Linked DNA regions of Pan troglodytes: region 1 is linked to region 2. Evidence: chromatin contacts called from public Hi-C data. All regions are on one chromosome and are shown on one strand. The core of a region is the stretch at or near the end of the contact, and the rest is flanking DNA. Distances in the headings are between cores, read along the strand shown.

The links. Hi-C and Micro-C count contacts between places; a contact is called where the count stands out from the background.
Region 1: a Hi-C map of induced pluripotent stem cells shows a contact between it and region 2, with 2.1 times the contacts expected there. The contact joins two enhancer-like sites. A contact is called at or near these places in 1 of 7 Hi-C or Micro-C datasets (induced pluripotent stem cells) and 1 of 1 other capture datasets (stem cell-derived neural stem cells).

The regions. Positions count from the first base shown.
Region 1 is chr16:53,536,575-53,540,256 of NHGRI_mPanTro3-v2.0_pri, forward strand. No RefSeq gene overlaps it. Among named protein-coding and RNA genes, the nearest start is that of RORA, 300 kb to the left of the region's middle. Within about 2 kb of position 2,102, at least 2 of the 24 cell types and tissues checked have an H3K27ac peak or open chromatin away from gene starts, as enhancers often do. A contact at or near this core is called in induced pluripotent stem cells, where this site is marked.
Region 2 is chr16:53,173,142-53,176,663 of NHGRI_mPanTro3-v2.0_pri, forward strand. The region is part of intron 1 of RORA (RAR related orphan receptor A); the gene reads right to left. Among named protein-coding and RNA genes, the nearest start is that of RORA, 60 kb to the right of the region's middle. Within about 2 kb of position 1,575, at least 1 of the 24 cell types and tissues checked has an H3K27ac peak or open chromatin away from gene starts, as enhancers often do. A contact at or near this core is called in induced pluripotent stem cells, where this site is marked.

The DNA of each region.
Region 1 (3,682 bases), core at 852-3,351, 360 kb after region 2:
CCTCTCCTGTGGCTGAGCTATCTAGAGCAGATATTTGGATCTAGATCAGGGTCTGGTTTATAGTAAATGTTTGACAAATAGAACAGAGGGAAACTTGATGAGGACCAGTTTCAAGTCTGCGTTGGAGCAAACATACATCAGCTAATCATGAACTTCCAAAAAGCGTTTGTGTTTGAAGAGAATATCAGTCCTCCTCTCGGGGGGTGGTAGCTCTGCTTCTCAGGCTCTGAACATGATTTATTTCTCTGGAAATGGGGCAGGCAGCTCACTCATTGGGGCCCTCACAAGCTTTATCATCTCTTTGAAGATCTCCCTGTATCAACTTGGTTCTTCCTTTTCTTAACCTCCCCAGCATACATTTTGCCAGTTAATTATAATCAGTTCTCTGGGTGTTTCAATCTTGTTTTCCCACCTGAATAGGTGCCAATTTAGATACATCATTTTTAGATCTCATAGTGAGCAGCCTTGTGCCAAGCACAGTAGGTACTCAACCAATTCTCATTAAAGCAAAATGTTGAGGACTTGTAAGTCTGAAGGGATTACATGTTTGTGTGTGTGTGTGTTTGTGTGTGTAAATAACAGCTAGCACCAGAATTACTCTTTGAAGGGAACTAATGACATGGAGAAAAATACATTGTTGGGATATTTGGGAGTGAAAATATAATGCTTTAGAAGGTCTGGAAGGAAAAAGCAGAGCTGGTAGACTAGGACAGAACAAGAAGTGAATTGTTTTGCATAGAGAGCCAGAGGATTTGCTTTTATTCCCCAGAGGAAACAGGGAGTGGGGAAGGAGAATGAGGTCTGACTTGTATGGCCAGAGCCTGGGGCCCAGATTGGCAGGGATGGTCCTTCAAGGACTATGGTGTCTAAAATCAAGTCTTTATGGTTTCCCTCATTTTCCTTCCAAATGTTTTAAGTTCGCCTCCCACCCAATGGCCATGTGTGAGAAATCCATGTGACTGCTCACCAGTGACAGAGTGAAGTGCTGCATGGCCACCATCACAGGCCTGATTAGCACACCTGAGCAATAAGCTGAGTGAATTCACAAGAAACAGCAGCTCAGGGGCAGAGGTGAGAGCAAAGCCATGAGCCGCCTCCTCTTCTCATTTCCAGAGACTGGGAGGATGGGGTCTCACCACAAGTGGGATGAAGTTTAAACGAACTTCGGTAAGATTTCAAAGGGCAAGATAATGAAACTGACACGTTCCTGGCCCACAGATGATGGGCCTTCAAGCCCCATAGCTGTAAACAATACAGATGGGCACACTGAGGCCTGCAGCAGGGAAGGGACTTAGCCAAGGTCATTCAGCTCTTTGGTGGAGGAGCTGGGACCAGAACTCAGGCTTTCCCTAAACATCATGTCATTTTCTTCCACTCTGCGTAGTGCCTGTGTCCTCGAATTGACCATGGAGGCCTAGAAACAGGGTCTGTCCAAGACTGTCGCATTTGCTGGATTTTATAATTGGACAAATTTAGGTTACTGTACATGCCAGCAAAAGCTATTGTTTATCTAAAGGCTGGGATCACATCTGTGCCGATTGGCCATCTGGGAGAGCCATCTGTCACTTGGGGGAATCCTAAGGGGATCTGGCAGGGGTAGATGAGGTCCTGGGAATGGGTAGAGTCAGGAATGCTGCTAGTAGCCTCCAGGCCTCAATTACCAAGAGCCTCTTCACCTTGTGCTGTCTTTACTTGTCTGTGATGAAGAGCCTGGGAAACAGCTCCTCCCAGCTGCTGCGATGTCACATTTGCAGTTATTGAATACAGAAGGTTTACTTTCACCAGTCTCAGGACCAGGACCCGGGAGAGGCATCACAACAGAAGGTCTTATCTGGGAGGCTACCTCCTTTGTGCATGCCCTGTATTCCAAGGTAATCAGGGTGGCTCAGCAGAGCCCATGAAATTCACTCAGTTCTCTCTGTTCCTTTCCTGTCACGGAGATTGCCCTGCAGGTACAGATAGGTGTAATGAAGCTGAAATTGTGGTTGAAACAAGGGGATGCTGCAGGTCAAGGCAGCCACGGGTTTAACCCTTAGCTCACAACCACCAGGTTTGAGCAATGGCTGTCCCCAAAGAGTGAGCGAGCCAGGCAGTTTGTCTCCTCATGGGTCTGGGGAGGTCTGAGGAAGGGAACTGCCTATCCTGAGTTGATTACAAGAGCAACCAAACAAGAGAGGAAGAAGAACGAAAATACTATGCAAATACGGCAGCCTGCTTTTGTCTCTTCTAACCACAAACTCTAAACGTCTGATAACAACATCAAAACAGCAAGTTTCTTTATCCCCGCTATTGTGTCAAATGATGGATTCAAGAAAGAGAGGTTAAGGAGATTTAGTCAGGGTCAGCCAGCAAATCAGTAAATCCTGGAAATGATTCAGTCTCTCTGCTCTCTCCAACTACTTCCCTTCACTGTTTTCTACTGCCATTTAAATAGGAAGCTGTGTGAGCAAACAAAACATCATAGGTCCTTTCTAGCAGGAATGCAAACAAATGCTAAAAGTCATTTCCATTTTTGACTGGATGCAAATAACTTTTAGGTATTCTCTCTCTTTATGTTTTTCCTGAATGATTGCCCAGTCATGTTTTGAAAGTGGGAGAAAGACAATGTTTCTGAACCAGAAAAGTGACCCTAGGACTAATCAGTTTTTCATAGGGGAAAACAGGTCTGTGACTGACCTGTGTATTTATCTATTAGCTGGTTAATGACCTGTTGCTACGCAGCTTTAGGACTTGGGAGAGTGCAGGAAGTATATTTTTGCTGACTTTGAGGAGAAGCTTAAAATGACCTCTGGAAACCTACTCAAGGCAGCCCTGTGATTTTTGTGGGGATGTAGGGGAGGGTTGTCTAACGTTAAAAAGTCTATCCCAATGTGGTATACTTCAGGAAGTCTTCCCTGGACATACCACCCTCCCCGCACATTCCATATCCTCTTCCTAACTCTGTTTTCTCTTTCTCTTTAACATTTAGCACTACGTACCATATTATGTTTTTTACTATGTAAACATAGTTTTTACTTTATTTGTTTATCTTCTCCCCTAGTAGAATCTAAGTTTCATGATGGCAGATATTTTTCTTATTTTGTTCATTGTTTTATCCCCAGGATCTATTACAGAGCCTGGCACAGGGCGTTGCTCAGGTATGACTGATTGAATAAATGGATGAAAGCGGATCAAAATGATAAATCATCAAAATGCTTATAAAACATCTGCTGTATGCGAAGCACTACGAGGTGATTTAAACAAGTATAAATCATAATAATTCCCTTGTATTAGTCTGCTTGGGCTGCCATAACAAAATACCACGGACCAGGTGGCTTATGCAACAGAAACTTATTTTCTCACAGTTCTGGAGGCTGCAAGTTCAAGATCAAGGTGTCAGCAGGTTTGGTTTATTCTGAAGCCTCTCTCCTTGGCTTGCAAACAGTTGACCACCTTCTCTCTGTGTCCTCACATGGTCACCCCTTAGCCTGTGTCCAAATGTCCTCACATTTTAAGGACACCAATCAGATTGGATTACAGCCCACCCTAAGGGCCTCATTCTAACTTAGTCACTTCTTTAAAGGCCCTGTCTCTAAATACCTTGTGAGATCCTGGGGGTTGAAGCAATCCTAAGAATGTTGGAGGGGGATATAATTCAGCCCATATTACTCCTTAAAAGGTATAAGATATATTAGAAAACCAA
Region 2 (3,522 bases), core at 325-2,824:
AAATCCATTAGCCCTACAATTTGGCTATGTGACCACCAGGTGGTGACAGTGTGCCACAATTCAGGACCAGCAAGGTTGGCATCAGGGAGGTTTCCCCACACTTATGTTGAAAACCAGCCTTTCAAATTTAGATCTCACTTAATCCCCTGCCACATTTAAGGTGTTACTTTTAATACAGCATCTCAACCACCACCTCTGGGTTAGGTCCTTCATAATCTGTGGAACTGAAATCTTTTAATGTGGCATTCAGGACCCTCCAAGGTGGTCCCACCCCACCCACCACTCTCCTACACAGTCCCTGTATTACAGCCACACTTCAATGCATGTTTCCTGCACATTCACACAGATGCAAAGATGGTTCTAACATTTCTTGCTTCTGTATATTTGCTCTTGTGGATATCCCCTGATGTTCACCCACCTTTTCAGGCACCTATAAAACATATGGAAACTTGCTCAGACAAAACTCCACCAAACAGTTGTAAAAGCCCAGAGTTCTACTAGTATTTAGGAATATGCTGAGTGTTGTTTCCTGTAGAAAACTTGTAATGTATATATATAATATATATTAAAAACATACATATATACACATATATACACGCGCACGCGCGCGTGTGTGTGTGTATATGTATTTTGAGACGGAGTCTTGCTCTGTTGTCCAGGCTGGAGTGCCGTGGCGTGATCTTGGCTCACTGCAACCTCCACCTCCTGGGTTCAAGCGATTCTCTTGCCTCACCCTCCCTACTAGGTGAGACTACAGGTATGCACCACCATGCCCAACTAATTTTTGTATTTTTACAAAATCACAAAATAGTAATTTTGTAATTAGTAGAGACAGGGTTTCGCCATGTTAGCCAGGCTGGTCCCGAACTCCTGAGCTCAAGTTATCTGCCCACCTCGGCCTCCCAAAGTGCTGGGATTACAGGTGTGAGCCACTGTGCCTGGCCCTTGTATTATATATTAATCTTGATATTTTTAGGATAAATAAAAACGTGTGTCTTAATGAGAGCTAGATCACATAACCTGCCTTATCTACTTAGCTATTTCTCTTGAACATCTTTCCGTGTCATTAAATGATACATGAAGCGTTTTATGGTTCCCCTCACCAGGAGTCTGCTCAGTCTGGTGGACAGTATGCTGGGCTTGAAATCAAAACACCGAGATTCAGTCCTAGTTCTAGCAGGTGCTAGCTGTGTTTGGGCGAGTTATTTAACCTCTCTGAGGCCAAGCTGCACGGGTGTAATGCTTACCTCCCAAAGTCTCTGACAGCCTAAATGAGATCACTCATCTGATCATTTCTAGCTTGGAACCTGCCTTGGAGTGACCTCTCAATTATTACCCATTTCTATCCACTCAGTTGATGTGATTTCTTTCTCCCTCCAAGCCACACCACTCTTTGTACCTTCCTGTGCCTCCATCCTGCTGGATCTCACCTTAAAGGAGCTTGGGAACTTGCTGTATTCCCCCTGCCAGAGCATAAGAACACTCCTGAAGGCAGGGCTGGCCTGACTCCTCTGACTGGCCCCAGGGATCCCCTAGCATATGCCAAGTCCCCTGCAGACGCCAGGCATCTGTGGAACTGAATGGGGAATCCAGCCTCCCTTCGCCTTAACCCTTGCCATTCTGGGCCTTGCACTCTTGCAGCCCTGTACACAGCTTGAAAAAAAAAAAAAAAAAAAAAAAATCTGGCGTCTTTTAAGGCCCTGGCTTGACGTTGATGCTAAAAAATACTTTCAATCTGGAGCTTGGCTCTTTGGGGTCCCGATGATACCTCTCTGCCTGGTATCCTCTGCCTACAGCTTCTCTCTTGGTGGCCAGCTCTGCCTCCTCTTCTGCAGGTTCCTCTTCTGTGGCAGCAGAGGATAACCTTGTTAAGTGAGAGGAAGAGTGGTATCCCCTCTCTGCCTCTTCCTCACACGGGACGTAAACACCACGGCTTCAGCAGGGAGCTAGTCCATGCTGAGGCCTTCTCCAGCCTTTCTAGCCTTGACGTTTCTTTATTGTTGTCTGTGGCTTGGTTTCGTTTTTCCATTTTCATGAAAAAAAAAAAAGCTTTCTTTTCTTGGCTCTTCTTCCAGCAGTTGATTGATTTGCATTGGATGCTGAAGCCACTTCCTGTTTTTCCTTCAAACCCCCCAGCAATTGTCTTCCTTACAAACGGCCTCAGAAAAAAAGAAACAGCTCACATTCATGGTACAGGGCACCTGGGAAGAAAAATTCATTGGATTTCATCAGGAAGTATGATGTTCCTTGGGCAGCATCCCAGGGTGGACCTTTCTGTTGACCCTATCAGGATGGTAAAATTGAAAAGAACCCCCAGAAGGCAGTCCTCACTCTGCAGGACACCTACTCCCAGAGGCACCGTGTCCATCATAATAGTTCTAAGCGTGTGTACTAGAATTGGATGTGGGTGTGTTTACTTCTGCACTGCCTCCTAGCTGTGTGACCCAAGGTGAGCTGCTGTGCCTTGCTGATCCCCAGTTTCCTCATTTGTCAAGTCGGTTGAGTCATAAGACTTCCTGTATTGGTTTCCTGTGGCTGCAGTGATCAATTACAATAAATGCAGTGGCTTAAATCAACACAAATCTACTAACTGTTCTGAAAGTCAGAAGTCTTCAAATCAAGGAGTTGGCAGGCTTGTATTTCTTCTGAAAGCTGTAGGGAGAAATCTGTTTTCTTGCGTTTTCTACTTTCTGCAGGCCACCTGCATTCTCTTTGCCCTTTCTTCCACTTTCAAAGCCAGCAGTGTAGCGTCTTCAAATCTTTCTCTTCCTGTTTGTGTGTCCTGTGCTTTTGTCATTAAATCTCCTTCTTTCACTCTGACTCTCCTGCCCGCCTCTTATAAGGACCTGTAATTACACTGAGCTCGCCTAGTTAATCCAGGATCATCTCCCATCTCAAGGTCCTAACTGAATCGCATGTGCAAGGTCGCTTTCCATGCAAGGTAACAGATTGCCAGGCTCTAGGGATTGGGGTATGGACTTCGCTATTTTGCCTGCCATACTTCTCTCATAAAACCATTATGAAAATATAAAAAGAGCATATGTGTATTTTTCAGCACAATCCTGGCACATTGTAAGTGCTCCAAATATATAGCCATGATTATATCAATATACCAATACCAGCACTAGCAGTCAAAAGAGAAGTGGTTGTTAATGCTTAGTTAGATAAAGCAGAGCCATTTGGATCAACCTTGAATGAAAGCAAATGGAAGCGTAATTGGGGCTGGATAGTGCACAGACACATCCTTTTACAGTTTCATATCCTCACTCTTCGTTTTAAAAACAAATGTTTACTGGGCACCCTCTAGATACCATACTTTCCATTCCCCACAATAGTCATTTCTGGTAGATGTTACCGCCTTACTTTACAGGTGACGACAGTAAGACTTAGGTTACACAATTTGGTCAGATTGTTCAGCTGGTCACTAGCAAAGGCAGGATTTGAATTTGCTTTTGTCTGATTTAAGCCCGCCCTCTTTCCAGGCTCCAGGACTCGGCGACATGCTGGCTCATACTCCCTCTG